Linked DNA regions of Cricetulus griseus: region 2 is linked to region 1. Evidence: chromatin contacts called from public Hi-C data. All regions are on one chromosome and are shown on one strand. Each heading gives the region's core, a stretch centred on a gene start, on an enhancer-like site or on the middle of the called end of the contact. The rest is flanking DNA. Distances are from core to core; before and after follow the strand shown.

Region 1 (5,015 bases), core at 2,153-4,652:
AAGTCGAATAGCGATGGCTCGTCAAACTAAAAATAAATATTAGAAGAGAAAAGCACAACCCTGCAATTCTAACTTCTGGGATAAAATTACCAAGATGGCTGCATTATCTATTTAGGCAAGACACCGACTTCACTCACAAAGGCAGCCATCGAGGATATAGGCATGAAAAGGGGAGGAGAGAAAGGATCAGCCAATGAAAAGTTTACGACGGGGACTTGGAACACAGGGATGCTGAAGTTTTTATTTTTCTTTTAGTGTTTCTTCCTGGTGTTTAACCCTCTCAGGTAATCACTCAGTGCTCTTGCTGCTGCAATCACAATCTCTCTTTCTCCCCGCTTCTCTTCTCCCAACAGCACTGCTTCCCTTCCCCCCAAAGAGCACCACAATAAATCACTGCTACTGTATGCCAGCTGTTTTGAGGACAATGCTCGCAGGGAAACAGGGTGAAGATATTTAAAAAAAAAAAAAAAATCAGCTGTCTTTCCTAAACTCGATCTCGGAATGCTCAAGTGTCTCCGCTGCTTAAGAAAGTGCAGGAGCAGAGTTCAAGGTTGAAAAAGATATCGGAGAATCCCCCAAGAAAAACGTCCTGCTCTCAGCCTAGTAAGGGCCAGCTAGAGAAACGGAACGGGAAGTGAAAGCGACTCAGCCCAGTTAGAACCGTATTTACCCTTTCTACTCTCCACGTGAGGTCAGAAAAGGACTTGGCTACTCGGTTTTGCGAGGGGAGGGGGTGTGAAAACACCCAGAGAGAGCCATAGTAGATCGAGGATTTAAGGGGTTTTCAGTCGTCGTCCCCCCCCCCCCCAACACCCCGCACGAGCGCCCGCAATCCCGCTTGGTGCTGGTGATGCTGACATTCTTAGGGCAGTGAGAAACAATAGCGAAAGCTTGGGGAGCCCCCAAATAGGTCAGCACTGAAAGGGGTGCCTTTGGGAAGGCTAGTTCGGAGGCACTTCTTTTTTAACTCTTTGCGCACCGGTTGGAGGACACCCCTACCCCCACCCCACGCCAACCCAGCAAAGAAAACAGGTCTACCACTGTCCCCTAGCCTAAAGTCATCCGGGAAGCACTTTCTTTTTGACAGAAGGGACCTGACTCCCTAGTTGGTGGACCAGGGAAGAGGGAGAAAAATCAAAGGTCTTTAAAAAGGACTGGGGCGTTTGGGGAAGGGAATTATAGAGAAAAAAAATTAAAACAGAAGGTGAAGATTTGTAAAACTGCGGATCTCCATCCCGCGACTGGAAAAGACGTGGAAGGAGCGAGGGACAGAATGGAAAGGGGCCGATGGGGACCTGGGGACCTGGAGAAGAAAAGGCGGACGCCTATGGCTGCTGTGGTTCTGGGGAGCTCCGGGCCAACCTCACACTCGGGGATGGAAAAGGCGAAAACCACGGAAACTGTACTTACTTTCGGAGGGGAAGTGAGACGGCATGTCGATTTTATAAACCTCCTTAGCGTAGTACTCTTCATCGCTCCGCTCTCGCTCGCAGGCAGCTGCCCTCCGGCTTGCCTTTTCCTGCAGTAAGTCCCTGGTACTGTTGTATATGGAAATCACCTCCGGGGGGACCTCGTCCGGCTCAGGGTAGTCTTCCGGGGGGCTGGTGAGCTTCAGCTTACTCAGGATCTGCCCGCGGATGGCTTCGATCCTCTTGCGCATAAACTGGTCCATGTCGAGGGTGCTGCAGGTAGACAGGCTGAGCGCCACCGGGACCAGATGCAGGAGCAAAAAGGTTCTCAGCACACAGTAGTGCATGTTTCTAAAAGGTGGAATCGTCGCTGGTGTTGTTGTTTAAAGTAAGAAAAAATATATATATAAAGAAAACAGTAATTCTCAAAGCGGGTCAGGTAAAGTTTGTTTTTTTTGTTTTTTGTTTTTCTTTTTTAATGCGAAACTTTTGCAAAGCAATCGAAAGTCAATGCCCAATAGAAAAACGTCCCTGGCTGGGATTCCTTTAAAAAAAGAAAATGCAACGCGTTCCCAACGTGGAGATATTACTATGCGATGCTCAAGGGTGGGGGTGGGGGCTCTCACTTTAGGGAGTAAGAAAGGTTTGTTTTTTCCCCTGGAAGGGAGGGGGTGAGTGGCTCTGAAGTAGAAATAAACTTAAAAGAAAGAAATGGAGTTCAGTGTGTCAGGCTCGGGTGCGGAGTGGCGGATCTGAACTCGGATCCTTCGGCCAAAAGGGAAGAGACGAGAAGGTCCTGGGGCTGGGAGGAGGTGCTCAGGGCCGCGGGGAGAGCGGAGCCGCGGCCGGGGCTGCGCCGGGCTCTAACTGAGATGTTCAAAGACCGAGCGGCTCGGCCCTGCCTTCCACACGTGTGTGGATGAGTGTGCGTGTGGATGTGTGCGCGCGTGCGTGTGCGCGCGCCGAGGGCGAGCCTGGCGAGCCGCGGGGAGGCAGATGCGCCCCGGCGCAGCTCACTCGGGGACTCGGTGAGGGTACTGTCCGCCCCGGAGTTCCTCCGAGGTCGGAGCAGGCAGCGACGATCCTGCTCCTGTGGCCGCGCTGTGGCCTACACCCGGCCGGGTCGCTCCACGTTGCAGCCGCCGCTGATGCCTGCAAAGGGGGCTAGCCTCCAGCTCCGTCCTGCAGATCCTGCTCCTCTGGCTCCAGGCGGCCACGGGGCGACAGAAACCGGCCACCTTCTTCACCCCCTGTGGAACAACACCGCCTCCTGGGCGCGTCGGCCGCGGGGCGCCACGGAGACTCGCACCCTTCCCCAGCCTCTCCTGGCTTCCAGCAAGTTTGCACTTTCTCGGTTAGGGTAAGAAGTACCTTGCGACCCTAAAATAGACCTCTGCTGAGACCGACTCCTCTCTGCAGCCGGGTAGCTCCAGAACGGCTCCTTAAACCCTAACGCTTCTGCTCCTCATCCCTGTCCCCTGCCCCGGGGCTCAGCTCTCTGCTTGTTCTCTCACTCTCACGCCCTGGCTCTCTGGCCGGCAGCTCCAGCAGCTCCGCTCCGAGCAAACCTTCTGCTGCCAGCAGATAACATCACGATCCTGCCCGGAGCAGAGATTTATAAGTGCTCCCCAAACCACGTGTTTGCCTTCAACAAAGTGACGCGCTAGGATTACAGTCAGAAGTCCTCTGTTACTAAGACCACGAGCTCTCGACCGTTGAGGGGGTGTGGAAAGGGGGACGGCCCGAGGAGGAGGGCGACTGGCAAGAGAGATCCGCAGCAGTCACAGTCTGTGATCTCCGAGGGACAGGCAGCTAAGCATCTCCTTTTTACACGGTGGGGCTCATTCATTCGCAGGCTCCCTGATTTTTATTGGTCTGTTTACAACCTAGCCTTCTGTTTGTGAACTAGCAAACTAGCTAGCGGAAACAGATGCACCTCTCCCCCCCAAAGATGCTCTGTTTTACTGCTCTGAATAAAGGAATCACTGCCTTCCTCCTGTGAACCCGCTTCTCGCATGGCTCGGTCCTTTCTTCCTAGACAGGTATTATCTCCCCCCCCCCTTCATTCTATCCGCAGCAAACACACAGGAAACCTGGATTTTAGATGTTGGATGTCTACTGTTCCACAGTACTCACAGGCTGACATCTTCTACACACCGACCCCGATGGACACCAGAGTCATTCTTGCCACTTCGCCTCTTCACCTTTAGTCAAAGTCAACATTTCAATTTTAGCAGTGACTCTGTGCCCACACTGACTAGACACATAATTTAAACTGGAAACTCTGTGTTCCCCTCAAAGTCGACATCTCTGTATCATTTACTGGTTCAGTCACTTCCTAGTTGAAAACGAACCAAGCCTGTAGGGATGCATGCGGTAGACGTGTGGGAGGGACCTGTACTATTGGTAGAGCGAGATGGGCAAATAGTGATGGTAGCTGGCATACATTACACACAGCAATGAAGAGCATTGTTTCCATTTCACAGCCAAGGAGACAGAGGCCATAGGAAGTGAAGCCCGTGGTTGCAGAGAACAGGAAGTGATGGGTCTGGACTTGGCAGGGACTGCCCGCTGCCTGAGTTCTCTCTCACTAATGCAATTCTGAGAGACCCCAGTCCCAGAACATCTGACCACCAGGGATTCCGAGGTCAAGTCAGTGTGGGTGATTGACAACAGTCTACTGCCCTCTTACAGAACCAAGATTCCCACCGCCACAGTCTGTGTTCTAAGAATTCTGCAGAAAACTTCCTAAGTCTTTGATCCCGTCCCCACCCACCTTGAACACAAAATCCCTCTACTCCTCTGGACCTGTACAACCCTGGAATGAACGAATTGTTCCAACACATGCCTAAATGACTCTGAAAACTATATAGAAACCTCTGTCATCGGCAGACTTCACCATCAGCTTCACATGGAGACAGCTCTCCTGGCAGGGTTAGACAGCTGTCTATGATCCTGTAAGCTGGAGAGGAACCCACCCAGAGCTACTGTTGGCTGATAGTTTGTTTCATCAGCGAAGAGAAGACACAGAGCCATAGCTAGAGCTGCTGGGAGGGCCAGTGCCACTTTGGAATACAGGGGGGGTTCTGCCACGGTAATCTACTGAACACCTAGGGAGGGCTTCCCCTGAAGCCAGTGAGCATCTCACCGGGTGCTGAGACTGACCTGGGGAACGGGCATGGGTGACTCTTAGGATAGGTGGGTGCAGATAAGGATATGTGCAGAGCAGCAATAGCCCCGTGTTAACATGTACTCCAGTCATGCAGACACGCACCCCTATATTATCAATACCCACACTCTTGCCCAAGGCAGTTATTTGAGCACGTGCAGCTCTATATCCCTTAGGCCTGAGAAGGGACCTCTTCCTAAGAGGCTCCTTTAGTTTCCCCAAAGCCCAGGAGGTGACAAACACATTCTGGGATGGGCAAGCACAGTCCCCATGTCAGCAGAAGAGGGAGCCCGGGAGAGCAGCTCTCAAAAGCTGTGCTGGTGCATCCCATCCGTCCATCTTCAGCAGCTCTCAGGCCTTTGTGGCCCATAGTCAGGAAACAAAGCCACCGCATCTATTACTACTGGCGTGGCCTCGGGGCTCCCTGGGCTGTCTGG
Region 2 (4,565 bases), core at 229-2,728, 100 kb before region 1:
CCCAAGGAGGGGAGGATGGAGGTGTTACCCTTTCTCAGCTTCTTCAGCGCTGGCTCATTAGGCCGATTCCATCCTCTCCCATGGCCCACAGCTTCACAAACCAGGGCTCCCTCTGCTTACTGAAAGTCTCCCTTAGCTCCAGCAGCCCTGGGGCTGGCTATTCTCCTACTGGCCCAGGCTCCAGCAACAGCCAGTTGCTAGAGCTCTATCAGTATGCTGGGTCATAGACCTTCCCTTTCTCTGCATTAAAGGTGGGACCCGAGGATTACCTAGGATTATCTGTGGTCACTTCTAGGTGGGTCCCCTCCTAGTCTCTACTTGACTCCTCCCATTGGATCTAGGTTTGTGAGTCCCAGGAGGAGCTCAGTGTTACTGGCATAATCCGGGCCTTCTTCCTCCATTGGGTCCCTAGTAATAAAAAAGAGCAGGTCAACGCCCCCATTTCTCCTTATCTTTTTTTTTTTTTTTTCATTTTCCCTGCTAAGTTGGAGGCCAATACTGAGCAAGCCAGCCGCTGCAATTCTCCGTTTATGTCTGGTCTCCCCTAAGATCTTCTGTCTCCTATGGCAACAACCAGGCTGCCTGTAAAAGTGCCTGTGACATCTCGTCTCTTGATATGCGACTCCTTACAGAGACAGACCAGCACATCCACAGTGCCCTCTGCAAAAGCTGCCCTCGGGCGATTTTATTTCATTTGCTCATCTGATTCCTCCCGTCAGGGTCTACACCGTCCATTGCTCGTCCCATACTCACCTTCACCTTCATCGTATCCTGCAAACTACACCAAGTGTCGCTAAAATCTCTTCCCTGGAGGAGATGCAGAAAAGGTGCCAACCCCTCATCCTAAGGTCTCAACAACAAATCGATTCCTGCAAAGTTCACTCTAGGGAATCAGGGAATTTATTGGGCTTCCTTACAGAGCAAGGATAAGGGGTGGGGTTGTGGGTCCTTTCCCCCAAAAAGGCCACACTTCAAGTCTTTTCAAGACGATGGCTGTTTCTCAAAGCTGTACACTCTACCCCTCGCTAGCCTGCATGCCCCAGCCTTTCCTGGAGGCCATGTGCAATTAGTGTCCAGGTGAGTACGACAAGAAACATGGAGAGAGGCTGGATACTGAACTGAGGGCTGTGGTGCTCCCTGCCAGCATGAGGTTGACATGCCAGTCCATGCAAACAGTCCGCAAGCCCAGCTGGGACAACCTTTTGCAAGTGGACACAGCTGAACTCTGAAAGATGGTGGCTGTTTGGCTCAGAGAATAGTCCTTTTATACCAGTCACACACCAAAGTTTGGCACTCAGAATTTTAAGTTGGGCAGGTGGATCTTATCAGTAACCCCACATGTGGTCTGAATCTTGAGGTGACACAGAGTAAGTTCATGGGAATTTGAGGGTGTAACCCAAAACATTGTCCAATGCCCTGAATCTCACTGCTCTTGTCCAAGTCACTGCTCTCCAAGCACTGTTGGAACTGTTTCTGTCTGCCCAGCTGAGCAGCTGAGTCATTCGTGTGTGAACGTTGTCCACTGGCATGGAACTCAAACACGTAGATGGGAAATGTCTTCACAATCCTGTCATCCGAGTCACGACAGGATACGGTGAAACTCCCAAACTCTCGCAGGGAACCGTGCTCCAGAGACACCTTTATTTTCTAGAACAGGACATTTCAGCACTTCAAGAGTGAACCTCAGTCATAGTTCTGACATTCCTTGTTCTCTGTGCTACAAAATTTGCTTTAAAGAGATCTGGATTGTGGTCAATAAACATCAAATGAAAGACGTGCCGTTCACTCCCGGTATGCCTGTTAGATCTCTGCCTCTTAGAGAAATCTTTTTACCTTTTCTCTAACGCTCTCAGGAAAGCTTGGCCATTACCCTAGTATGTCATCATCAAACTTTGGTGAACGATTCATTACTGAGTGGAATGCATTGGGTGAGTGTGTGTTAAGTACATAGCACAAGGTTGGATACAATTAAAGACATAAAAATGAAGGACGAATACTGAAGGCTCACATCCAGTTGAGGGAATGAGACACACACACACACACACACACACACACACACACACACACACACACTCAAAAGACCAATACCCTACAGTGTGTGGTTTAATGGAGGAGTTAAAGGAGAAGGTAAACAGAATAAGTCACAAAAAGTTCAATAGAAGCTGTGACATGTAGAAAACCCACGTATGTTCCAATGTTCCACCTTGGTCCCCCCCCCCCCCCCGGCATGATGGACAGGACTGTCAATCTGATCTTGAGAAGACATTTTCCCTGAACACTGTGAGATGTTAGCAGCACCTCACCACCAAGCTAAGCTAGGAAAACAAAAATTGTTCCTTAGAGAACAGCAGGATAAAGATGATAATCACCTGAGTGAATTTTTTTCAGCTCAGCCTTAGAGATGAATGTCTGTGCTCAGGAGAGAGGCCAGACAGCCAAGGATGGGAATACTGAACGCAGAATGAAAGTGACGAGCAGATAACAGTGAGGAGTTGTGTGTGGAGAAATCTCAGAGAAGAGGCGGGCCTGGGGCCAGATGTAACACAACACATAATTATGTCTAGTTTTGCTCTTGGGCTGATGTCTTGGAAGTGATTAAAGTGCTCCCATCTTTACAGTTGAGGGTTTACAAAAGTGGATTCTTTGAAATTCTTCCAAATAAAGGGAGCAGATGGCTACGTAGAACTAATTATCGCAGGAGACATGTAAATATCTTTGAAGACAACCGAGGGTCCTACAGGAGTGAATGTAATTACAGGCGTGGAACCAGAGTTCCTTCTTTAGTGTTGTAGATTTTTGCCTATGAGCTGGAAAGCTAACCAGAGTGCCAAGAATATATTGCTAGGTGGTACATTTCAAAACAGCAGTGTTTTCACAATTCTTGATAAAATCCCTTCCCAGAGGGCTTTTTTCCCTGCGTGGCTTTGTGTCAGTAAAATCCCCATCAGTGCCACTCACAGCCTATGGATTCCCCCAAGTACCTAGTGGAGCACGTCAGGTTAGAGGGAGAAACTGTTACCTACAAACACTGTCACTCTGCTTATGACTCTGGAGGCAGGGACAATAAAGGCACTAGCAAAGGCTAACGTTGTAGCACCTCATTAGCATCCACGAAAGGACAATTTCTGCAGGCTCCATGGCTGTCTCAGATTCCTTCTGTAATGGTTCTGTGAAGCCATGGGCAGTCCAGTGAGTCACTCAGAAACTCATCCTTTAGAAACAAAGAAAGGCAAAAGAACCCTACTTGACCTCTACGAGTTGTTCAAATGCAAGCTGCTTCCTGGTTTTGCTTGTTTTCAAGTCTCCAGGCCAACAGGTACTGAGAGGGAACATGAAGTGTCAGTCAAGGTCACCTGAATAAGGGCATCCCAGGAGCTGAAAGCAGCACAGCAGCTGTCTTCAAAACCTGGCCGGTCTTGTTGAATCTGTTTCCTCCCTCCTCCCTCCCTCCCTCCCTCCCTCCCTCCCTCCCTCCCTCCTCCCTCCCTCCCTTCCTCCCTCCCTCCCTCCTTCCCTTCCTCCCGTCCTTCCTTCTTTCCCTCCTTCCTTTTGACTGGCCTCCAGCACCAGAGGAGCAGCAGGGAAGAAACAATACTGATTCACAAAATGGAGGAGCCAGATGCCCTGCTGGAAAGAGAAGGAGAAAGGGGGTTCTGACTGCTGGGTGGCTGGCAGGCCATGACACTGGCCTTCTATCTTTGCTTGTACAGGAAGAAATACCAGAATCTTCCCAAGTTTAAAAAAGAGAATAAAGGAAATAAAACCAGAGTTATAAAGCAGGTTTTTAAAAGGGGTGTCCATTTCCTTGTAATTTCCGGAGTGCTCTGGTAGGCTTCAATTTGAAATGCCACAAGGTAAAATATTCGCAGGAGATTTCTCCTTCCCTCTATTGTGAGACAAAACCTTTCTCATGTGTAGATTCTGTCACGATACTGGTCAATGCTAACTAAGGATTTTGATGCATGATGTCTTTGAAGTTATTGATCAATATTAAGGATGATTTTTTTTTTTTTTGCTTTTCTTTCAAAGGCATTTGTTTTTTTTTTTTTAAAAAAATGTGAAGCACTTTAATGGAGGCCTATAGTTGACTTGCTCCGGAACTATTCTTAGATTGATGTATAAGGAATTCACTCACCACTCCCTTCAGGATGAAGGAGCACTGACCTTTGGTACACGGTCTTCATATGCTTGTCAGAGTATTTTTAAGAATGGGAAAACCCGGGATACAGATAAACAACAACCAGTTCCAAAGGAGGGTTATTTTTAGACCTGAGATTCCAAAGTATATAAAAGCACAGACGCCCAAGTGGTTCTCACCATAGTCACTGCTTTCCTGGCTCCTCTCTACCCTTTGCACCGCTTTAACGTGCTCACACTCATGGGGACACACAAGCTCAAAATCTTTGGATCTTTTTCGAGATAAAGTCTAACTATGTAGACTGTGTGTGTGTGTGTGTGTGTGTGTGTGTGTGTGTGTGTGTGTGTGTGCTGGAGGTGAAGTGAAAGTGGAGATAACACTCTAACTTGTTCTTACAAAGGCTTGCATTTTTGTGTATGGCTCCTGA

The links. Hi-C and Micro-C count contacts between places; a contact is called where the count stands out from the background.
Region 2: a Hi-C map of fibroblasts shows a contact between it and region 1, with 4 times the contacts expected there. The contact joins the enhancer-like site here to the promoter of Tgfb2 in region 1. A contact is called at or near these places in 4 of 8 Hi-C or Micro-C datasets (the CHO-K1 cell line, fibroblasts and liver).

What each region holds. Positions count from the first base shown.
Region 1 is chr5:8,117,456-8,122,470 of CriGri-PICRH-1.0, reverse strand. Tgfb2 (transforming growth factor beta-2 proprotein) reads right to left here and starts at 3,402. Exons shown (of 7, transcript XM_027418739.2): 1 at 1,411-3,402. The coding sequence starts at 1,756.
Region 2 is chr5:8,219,629-8,224,193 of CriGri-PICRH-1.0, reverse strand. No RefSeq gene overlaps it. Among named protein-coding and RNA genes, the nearest start is that of Tgfb2, 100 kb to the right of the region's middle. Within about 2 kb of position 1,478, at least 1 of the 6 cell types and tissues checked has open chromatin away from gene starts, as enhancers often do. A contact at or near this core is called in fibroblasts, where this site is marked.